Linked DNA regions of Mus musculus: region 2 is linked to region 1. The links are chromatin contacts, called in public HiChIP or PLAC-seq maps. All regions are on one chromosome and are shown on one strand. Each heading gives the region's core, a stretch centred on a gene start, on an enhancer-like site or on the middle of the called end of the contact. The rest is flanking DNA. Distances are from core to core; before and after follow the strand shown.

Evidence for each region. HiChIP or PLAC-seq counts read pairs in DNA pulled down with a chosen protein or histone mark.
Region 2: an H3K4me3 HiChIP or PLAC-seq map of bone marrow-derived macrophages shows a contact between it and region 1, with 9 times the contacts expected there. The contact joins the promoter of 4930447C04Rik here to the promoter of Lrrc9 in region 1. A contact is called at or near these places in 2 of 39 promoter capture datasets (hippocampal neurons and liver), 1 of 484 Hi-C or Micro-C datasets (embryonic stem cells), 1 of 115 datasets of contacts at active chromatin or transcription factors (bone marrow-derived macrophages) and 2 of 9 other capture datasets (adipose tissue and pancreatic islet).

What each region holds. Positions count from the first base shown.
Region 1 is chr12:72,439,035-72,444,101 of GRCm38.p6, reverse strand. Lrrc9 (leucine rich repeat containing 9) reads right to left here and starts at 2,236. Exons shown (of 32, transcript NM_001142728.1): 1 at 1,934-2,236.
Region 2 is chr12:72,914,831-72,919,897 of GRCm38.p6, reverse strand. 4930447C04Rik (RIKEN cDNA 4930447C04 gene) reads left to right here and starts at 2,133. Exons shown (of 18, transcript NM_029444.2): 1 at 2,133-2,190; 2 at 3,019-3,075; 3 at 3,168-3,224; 4 at 4,416-4,542. The coding sequence starts at 3,027.

The DNA.
Region 1 (5,067 bases), core at 987-3,486:
ATGCACATGCAAGAATAAACGCTGCTGTGTGAATCTAAGTGTGGAGGTCAGAGGATAATCTCAGGGGCCATCCCACAGGTGCCATCCACCTCGATTTCCTTTTGAGACGGTGTCTCTCATCTTGATGGGAACTCACCTGGTGGGCTAGCTTCGCTGACCAAGGAGCTCCAGGAATTGGCTTGCCTCCCAAGCACGGGGATTACACGCCATGTTTTATTTACATGGGTTCTGGGATGGAACGCAGGTCCTCTTGCTTGCAAGGAAAGCGCTTCACCGTCTAAACTGTCTCCCTAGTCCTCTACTTGTTATTTTGCACTAACAGCTTCCTTCTTTGTAAAAGCCACTCATCTTTCGTGTCCTCTTTCCTATGCAATAAACTCAAAAGCCCACGTGAACATGTCACAGGCATCTCAAATACAGTATGCCTGTCCCAAGCTGAGCTCGTATTTCCAACCAATGTTGTTTCCCCTTAATGAATGCCTTCTTGTGCTAAAGGACACCACCACCCATCCCTTCTCCATCCCAACACACACACACACACACACACACACACACACACACACACACACACACAATTCTTATGCTTCCTCTCCACTCTCTGCCATCGTGGCCCCTCTTGTCTCACTACCTACCCCATTCTCTAATCCATGGGAGCAGCTAGACTCTTGCGGGGGTATATTTGTTTATGCTACTCCTCTTGGAAATTGTTTATAATCACCATTTTCAGACTCATGCCAATCTCTTAAGCCCCTGGTCAACCAAAACAGCCACTCAACATTCCAGTACCGGCTACAACTCTAGTCCTATGATAGCTAGCATGGCTGTACTTCAGCACATACTTCTTCCTCTCCTTGAAATATCTTCTGTCCTTGACTCTATACTCCATATATCCTTAAAGAGTGCCTTGAGTCTTCTTCGAAGACTTGCATCCTCTTTGGTCTTATTGTAAACATTCTCTTTCATGTGACTGGGTAAGGTTAGCACATGTCCTCTGCATGGCTACTGTCTGTCACATTGTATTGTGATACTTGCAGGTCCTTCCTCCTAACATGTTCACCGAGGACAGGAACTACGGCTGACACGACATAACTTATCAAATGGTTCCAATGAACTGTCATACCACACACATCCTACCCAACATGACTGTAAACACTGTTCTGCATGGCAATTTGTAACACAGTACTAACTGGTCCGTAAAGAACTGTCTGCCAGCAAAGCTGAGTGAGCATTTAATCTAAGAAACTATCACCTTTCTGCCCAACAGAAGCCCTAGGTGGTCCAACTGTTTTCTCCCTTGAGTATAAAGGAGCCAGAACCCAACAGTTCTCCCTGGTGGTTCACATAAAGGCCCTCCTATTTCTAGATGATCAGTATCCCTTGAGTCTTTCAGTCCAGTAGTTGCCCGAGCCTAGGGCACATCATTTTTTCCTTTTTCCTAGGATCCTTCTCTGAAGTATCACTATTATTTTTTATTATTATAACTACCATCACAATATTACTATAACCCCCACTGCACCATCACATAGGTCCCCTGACCTGTGTGCTGCTGGGAGATTTCCTCCATGTGACTCCCTAGTCCTTCCTACAGGGGAGGGACACCTAGAGGCAACCAGAAGACCGATACTCAGTACCTTATTCCAGAGAGAGGATGGATTCCAGGGCTGTCCTAGGCAGGTCAGAGTGCACTCCGACCTCCCAAATCCCTTCCTGCAGCTGACACCAGCCCCGGGCCTGCTGTGTACTGACCGCCCACTGCGGTTGTCTAGGAAACCCTCTCTCCGCCTCCCTTGACCTCTGGGTCAGGAAGGGGATGGCGAGGACGGGGAAATCAGCCGCCCATCCTTGCCTGCATCACGTGGTAGCAAACTACAACCAATTAACTTAAGCAGGGAAGACCCTCCCCCGCCCCCTTCCGGAAGACCTCCCCTCCCACCTTTGTTAAGACTCCCGCGGAGCGGTGGCAGCCGGTCGCTGCCTAGTTCTTAGTCTTGGGTGTTCACTTTGTTTCCTTCCGAGGACAGTGACAGTTTGTGGGCTAGGCGGTGGGGACCTGGTCCTGGCATTTTCACAGTTAAAGTTTTTGACACCTGGAGCCTCGAAGTCAGCAGTACTAACTGGTCTTGATCCCCAGCATGGCGTGGAGCAGTGAGGTCATAAGACGGTTCCCCTTCCGCCGCTGATGGCCTCGGTCCCAGCTGCTGCGCAGCTGAGGCCACCAAGAGCCCGGTGAGCCCCCAAGGGCAAGCGCCAGACCGCGCGCCCAGGAACGTCTCCAAGCAATCGACCCCCACTGGTCTTTTAGGAGTTCTCAGGCAGGCTTTCGAGTGTCTTAATTTGCCAAAATTCTCAGGAGGCAATAATTTACAAGATAGAATACAAGTTAAGAGGACAGGGGGAGACTGGCTGAGAAAGCAATGAACTTATAAAACAAACCAAATCAACCACAACGTCTACTAGAGTTAGCCACTAGCCACAGCCGCGTATGTGCCCTTTAAAAGCGGTAGTCTGAACTGACGTATATAGGAAAATAGACCAAAACTTAAACGCTTGGTATGCAGAGATGCAATGGAAACGACTTTGTTAATGATTTTTGTATCGATCACATGTTAAACTATTTTGGGGTGCACTGAGTTAAATAAGGTTATGTTTTGTTTGTTACGTTGAAAATCTGGCTACCAGGACAATTTATAATTGCTTGGGAGGCTTGCATTAGGTTATTTTGGACCGGGCATGTCGTTGTTTGCTGTCTATTGCAAGAAATAAACACCATGACCGGACGCAACTTGAGATGAGGGTTTATTTGGCTTTATATGATCAGATCACAGTCCTTCAGCAGGGGAGTCAGCCCAGCTAGGAGCAGTGGAGAAATACTATGGGGTTCAGGTGGCTCTCTTATACAAGCCAGGACGACCTGCTCAGGAGAGGCACTGTCCACAGTGGGCTGGGCTCTCTCCTATCAGTCATTAATCAAAAAAAAAAAAAAAAAAAAAAAGATATGCTCTCAGGACAATCTGATAGGGGCAGTTCCTCAGTTGAGATTCTGTCGTTGTGTCTAGTTTTGTATCAAATTGACAAAACTCTTGACAGCACTGCACTCATTTTTATAATTCAGTGGGGATGTGTTAGTATTTATGACCTTCGGGTCCTCTTGCAAACTAGCATCTGCTGCTTCACTCAGCCTAGCTTTCAATTGCTTTCTCAAGAAAATCTAAACATTATAAATATTTCGTTTTTCTTTCTTTCTTATTTTTTGTTTATATTTTTGTTTGTTTGTTTGTTTGTTTTTTTGAGTTTCTCTGTGTAGCCCTGGCTGTCCTGGAACTCACTTTGTAGACCAAGCTGGCCTCGAACTCAGAAATTCGCCTGTCTCTGCCTCCCAAGTGCTGGGATTAAAAGCATGTGTCACCACGCCCGGCTAAATATTTCTATTTAATAACTTAAGAGTTGGATGCATCCGATGAGTTTGCTGTCTGTAAACACATTCACTGAAGAAGTGAATTAATTCTCCCTCTCTATTTTCATTTCACTGAACACTGTTCCTTCCTGTCAGCAACAGATCAAAAGTAAGCCGATTAAACTATTTGTGGCTTATGGTAAAAGCGATGCCAGGTTTGTTTGTTTTTTGTTTGTTTGTTTGTTTTTGGCTTGCTTGTTTTTTTGTTTTGTCTGTCTGTTTGAAATCTGATTCCGGTTTTATTTTTACTATCTCGCTGAAAATCTAGTTGAACAAGATAACCTATGCTTGAAGAAGCCTTTGTTTAGAATATAAAGATTAAATAGGAGGATAGTTTCAATTTGTAAACTTTAAAGAAATTTCCATCATAGATCAGTTAGATTAAAATTCTCACTTTGGGGTTTGCTGGTTTAGTTTTTTGTTTGAATCATCTTTTTTGTTTGCTTGTTTTGTCGATTTGATCCAAACCTTAATTGAGCAAATGCCTCCATCAGATTGGCCTGAAGGCAAGCCTGTATTGCATCTTCTTATTAACAATTGATGTGGGAGGACCCAGGCCACTGTCGGTAATTCCACCTTTGGGCAGGTGTTTCTGGATTGTATAAGAAGACAGAAAGCCATGGAGGGAGAGGGAGCCAGTAGACAGAGTTTCTCCATGGATCTGCTTCAGCCCCTGCCCTGCCCACAGGTTCCCTCCACCCCCCCCCCTTTTTTTTTTTCTGATTTTCCAGCCTGACTCTTCTTTGCTGATCGAGTCATAAGATGAAATAAACCCTTTGCTATCTAAATTGCTTTTTGGTCATGATCCTTATCATAGTATTAGAAACAAACCAGAACAGGAAGAATGCAGTGTTCGGGGATGGGAGTACAGAGGTTATCAGAATACACTATTTAGTTTTGAAGTATACGAATCTGTTGTGATTTCCCCTGCAAGAGGTAGTGTTAATATGCACTCTGTACTTTTTATATAAAAACAGATTATGTGAGAGCTCGCATACGATGAGGCCAACTCTAACGATTCTTCAGGAGCCTTCCATCTTGTTTCCTGAGACAGGGTCTCGCTGAAGCCAGTGCTCCTGCTATTACGGTAGTCTGTCTGTCTGTCTGCCTGTCTGTCTGACCAGTGGGGTTCAGACATCTACTCTTTCCTCCCTCCCCAGCTGGGATTACAGGCAAGCACTCACGACCTAACCAAGTTTTTATTTGGGTTCTGAGCCTTGAAGTCCAGTCCTCACATTTGCACAGCAAGCAGTTTTTCTATTGAGCATCTTCTTATGAACGATTGATGTGGGAGGGCCCAGGGCATTGTGGGCAGTTCCCCCTTATGGATTGTATAAGAAAGCAGACTGGAGACTCATACCCACCCATGACGGGAAGAGTGCTCTTTTTCTCTAGGAAAAGCTCATTGACTTTGGCAGCAGGACTTGTGTTAGCATCCTTTACAGGCTCAGAGGAAAAACCTTTGGTGGTTTGCCAAATTAAATCCTTTGTCCAAAGTAATCTGTTAAGACTGTTTGTTTCAATTTTCCAGATGTTGCTTAAAGCGGAAAGGTGCGACCAGCTTTCACTAATCTCATTGATTATTCATCATTTGAGGTTGACAGATGATACAT
Region 2 (5,067 bases), core at 884-3,383, 480 kb before region 1:
CCACCTTGATGATAATGGACTGAGCCTCTGAACCTGTAAGCTAGCCCCAATTAAATGTTTGTTTTTTTTTTTGTTTGTTTGTTTTTTTTTTTTTTTTTTTTTTTTGGTTAGTTTTTGGTTTTTTGTTTTTTTTTTGTTTTTTTTGTTTTGTTTTTTTCGAGACAGGGTTTCTCTGTATAGCCCTGGCTGTCCTGGAACTCCCTTTGTAGACCAGGCTGGCCCCGAACTCAGAAATTCACCTGCCTCTGCCTCCCAAGTGCTGGAATTACAGACGTGTGCCACCACTGCCCAGCTATGTTGTTTTTTATAAGAAAAAAAAAAAAAAGAAGTTGCAATAATAGAGGGCAGCTCAGAGGTGGCTGAGGATTAGGGGAGATAGGAGATGGGGGGGGTGGAGTTTTAATCAGAGGGCATGTAATTTCAGTGAGGCAGGATGAAAAAATTCTGGAAAACTAGTATGCACCATGGTGACCATAGTCAATACTGTATTTTGTACTTGACACCTGGTAAGACAGTAGGTCTTAAGTGACCTCACCAACTACACAAATGATCATTGTATGAGGTGGTGGGTATGCTCATAAATTGATTTCTTTTCAGTCTTTCCTAATTATTATGGCTTGTGCATACTTTGGATGGCTTCCCTCAAGGCTTCCGGTGCTGGAATTTAATCCCCATTTTGAGATATTAAGGCAGTAGGCATTTACCCTAACTCTAGTGTTCAGAAGTGGGGACTTTGGGGCGAGATTAGAATTAGATATAGTCACTAGAATGGGACCTTCATAACTGAATGTTGATAGATTGTAAAAAGAAGATGAGGGACCAGAAGAGACCCAGTACACATGGTTGATTGATATCTTGTGGTGTGATGCCTTGCACTGCGTTGGGACTTTATTGCCGAAAGAGTTATCACCAGATGTGGCCCCTCAGCCTTGGACCTCAGGAAGTATGAGCCAAAACACATGTCATTAGAACAAAGTTAGTAGTCCGTAGATTTTAGCAATAGACAGCGAATACATTAATGCGTTCAAGTTTCTATGTTACACACTGTAAATATATTCAAATTTGTATCTATATACAAATTGTAAATATATACAAATAAATTGTAAGTTACACTTTGGTAAACCTGGAAAAATAGATTCTCACATACACAGAAAAAAGAATAAAATTTCTAAACTCTTATATCATCAAAACTTATTAGCCTTGATGGTTTGGTATCATTAATACCAGTGAGTAATATAACGGGTTATAATAAAATTGATTATGTGTGTGTGTGCGTAATTTGAGAGATTTGAGAAAAATGCTGGATGCTTTTTTTTTAATTTAATTAATTTATGACAACACTTGTTGAGATGAGTTAGGATGATAATAGTACCATTTCCATTAGAAACATAGAACTGAGAAATGGCATAGCTCAATCAGTTCAGTCCCCATTACTAGTCGATTAAAAAATAAAAATAGACCCAATTTAGGGAATTTTTTTTTTCCTTCTGTATGTTCGCTTTGGATACACAAAGTTCAAATGCATAAATTACCTAGGGACAGTAGTTTTAAAAAGAAATTTTGTTTTTCTTGTGTTAATGTCCATTTTAGTGCTGATTTTCAAGCCATTTTGTTAGTGAGGCGAGGGTAGTGTTTGAAGAAAACTAGCCTGAAGAAAGCCGTTCCTGCCGGGCGTGGTTGCGCACACCTTTGATTCCAGCACTTGGGAGGCAGAGGCAGGCAGATCTCTAAATTCGAGGCCAGCCTGGTCTACAGAGTGAGTTCCAGGACAGCCAGGGCTACACAGAGAAACCCTGTCTCGAAAAACCAAAAAAGACAAAAGAAAAAAGAACGCCAGCCGTTTCTTCTGGCACCGCTTTCTGCATCCAGCACCCATTTTGGGATTTTTTTGACCGCTCCACCTGGGGGAGCGCCCCCCCCCCACCCCGCGTCAATGTGATCTCGCGAGAACTGTGGCCTACCACGTGGTGCGCGGGGTCTCTCAAGGCCCCAGCCAAAGGGCTTAGACTCTTAAACCTCAGAAGGTCTGGTGGTGTTCCCAGAACCCCGCCCTGGGGACCCGGGGACCAGCGGATGTCCGGGGACCCGTGGGGACCCGTAGGGACCTGTTAGGTGGGCCGGGGAGGGGAGGGGACGCTGGTGGAAGAGCGGTCTGAGGAGAAAGCTGCGGGTCTGAGGAGGAGGCAGCAGGTCTGAGGAGAGGGCAGCGGGTCTGAGGAGGAGGCAGCGGGTCTGAGGAGAAGGCGGCGGGTCTGAGGAGAAGGCGGCGGGTCTGAGGAGGAGGCAGCGGGTCTGAGGAGAGGGCGGCGGGTCTGAGGAGAGGGCGGCGGGTCTGAGGAGGAGGCAGCGGGTCTGAGGAGGAGGCAGCGGGTCTGAGGAGAGGGCAGCGGGTCTGAGGAGAAGGCAGCAGGTCTGAAGAGGCCGCCGCGCTCCACAGAGCCACGTGCCAGGGCCTGGCGCCAGGGACCAGGGCCTCCGCTGAGGGGAGCATCTGCGGAAGGGGCCATGCCCTTGGGCGGATTCCTGGCATGAATGCAGGAGTGGGGATGCGAAACCAGCCTGGGGCGGGCGGGGCTAGGACTGAGAGCTGTGGAAAACCTTAAAAAGCAAAAGAAAACAAAACACATGGCGGTCACTCGTCAACTTACACCATTTCTCTAGAGCCCCTTCCACGAAGGGCGCTAAGAGTTCCCCTACAGTTGACGCATAAGTTTTGGAATAGATCATAAGAAATCTAGATGTCTGGGTTCTAGTCGTTCAAAAACTCAACAGCAGTCACGAAGGAAAACTTCTAGAACTTTCCGTCTTGCGGAGCCCTTTGGGTATCCACTCAGTTGTTTATCTGGGCTCTGGAAGCGCTGGCTGGGAATTCAGCAGCTAATTGGAAGAGACTCCCTTCTCACCATGTCTTAATCCACTTACATTTTCCTTTTAAGAATGCTATACTAGAAAGGTTCTTACTTTATGTATGCTCTTTTATATATGGCTTCTGAAAGTTTTATTATTTATTTTACACAGTGTCCAAGATGAATGATAATCTGTTTGTCAGTTTGGACAGGCTTTTGTTGGAATTTGGTAGGTATAAAATGAAAATAAAGAAGAAATAGTAATTTGTATTAACATTTGACATTTAACCATGAAGAAAAATCTCAAATGTTTATTTTTAGTTTTCCAGTATGAGCAAGACATAAGTATTAAAGAAGATACGATTCAAAGAATTAATAGTAAGTAGTTTTGCATGAAATAAATATTTTAGTCTTTTGGTTTTATCTTATATAGCATAGTGCATAATTAAACTGCTTAGGGCAACTTGTATGTATGAGAGGGGGGTCTTTCTTTTGAGTAATGATGAGCTATTTATTTTAGGAGTGAATAATTGAAACAGTATTATAACAATGTTTGTATTCAACATCATTTTGTAAAGAATTTCTCAGAAATAGTCCCTTACATAAGCTCTTTTACCTTTCAAGTAAGAGTCATTTCAAATATTGGAATTTTTTTTTTCTAGAAATAATAAAAATCAGAGGTTGGCAAGTGGCACATTATCAGGAAGAATGATTCTTAAAAATAATAAGTAAAATAGCAGGGTAAATTAAATAAAATGGTTCAGTTCTAATTTTAGTTTTGAAAACAGAACTGTTAACTTTTTAGTATTAGTATTCTTTAGTATTATTATTAGTGTTCCTTAGTATTCTAAAAATGTTATTCTTCTGAAATCAAAAAGAAAATAATATATTAATAAATTATTTCAGAGATAGAGAGATGGTTCGGTAAGTAAAAGCACTTGTTGCTCTTGTAGAAGACTCAGGTTCAGTTTCCAGCATCCACATGGTGATTCACAACTTCCTGTAGTTCCAGTTTCAAAGAATCTGACTGCCCCTTCCATGGACACTAGTGCCATGGACACTAGGGACACACATAGTACACATGTATCCAGTTAGACATACTCATACACATGAATTTAAAAAAAATATTCTAATGTAAAAATTGTATCTTTTATATTTAATGAGTGACAAATGTGTTGGTGTATTTAATAACTGATGTGCAATGGATGGAATTTCACATTTGTCAAAAACACCTTTGTTAGTATTACTAATGAGTAAATGCTTACATGAATTTACAGCATCACGAGATAGATTAGCTTTAAATGCCCTTTAACCCTTATTGTAAAAGATGAAGGGTCAGGGACATTTGTTTTTAGAGTCCTCTGTTCTTTTTAGCTTCTGGATCTAGGAATCAGCCTAGCTGTGGGTCTTTTGATTTTTAGTATAAATGCCTATCTCTCAGGTCTCTCTTTCTTTGCATTTTCTGATTCTCCTCCTTTTAGGTATATTATCATATACTTTCATTTTTCTGGTATATTTCTTTATTTTTAATTTGTGATTTCTAGTTAAAACAAACATTTCCTTTTTCAGAATGCCTTGAAAGTATTAAAGAAAATAAAGCAAATGTTTCTAAGCTACGTGAAGCTATAAACAAAGTAGATGAGGACATTGCTTTTCACTATAAACATAGTAAAGAAATCAAAGACAGCTGTAGTAAGTAAGTATTTGACAGAAATGAACATCCATTGATTATCATTTGATATTTTTACTCAAGGTTTTAGAGTTTATAGTATAAAAACGTTGAATTGGGACTGTAGCTCAATGGTAGAATACCTGCCTAACGTGTGCAAGGCCCTGTTTTTGATTACCACAAACAAACAAGCAAAAATCCTATTTTAAAGCAACAGTGTTCTCTGTCCCCCTTCTCTTCTTCTTTCTTCCCTTGTCTTCCTCTTTCTCCTCTTCCTCCCCTGGGAATTGAACCCCAGACCTTGTACATTCTCCCCTCCCACTTAACTAACCCCCAACTCCCAAGTTAGTATCCATATTAACAAATAAGTCAGATTACCTAGTTATGTGGCATTGTAGAAGGACTTACAGAAGATTCCACAGAAAAGACAGAAATGGCTCAGTGGTTAAGAGCATTGACTGCTCTCCCAGAGGTCCTGAGTTCAATTCCCAGCAACCATATGGTAGCTCACAACCATCTGTAATGGAATCCCTCTTCCACTGTGTCTGAAGA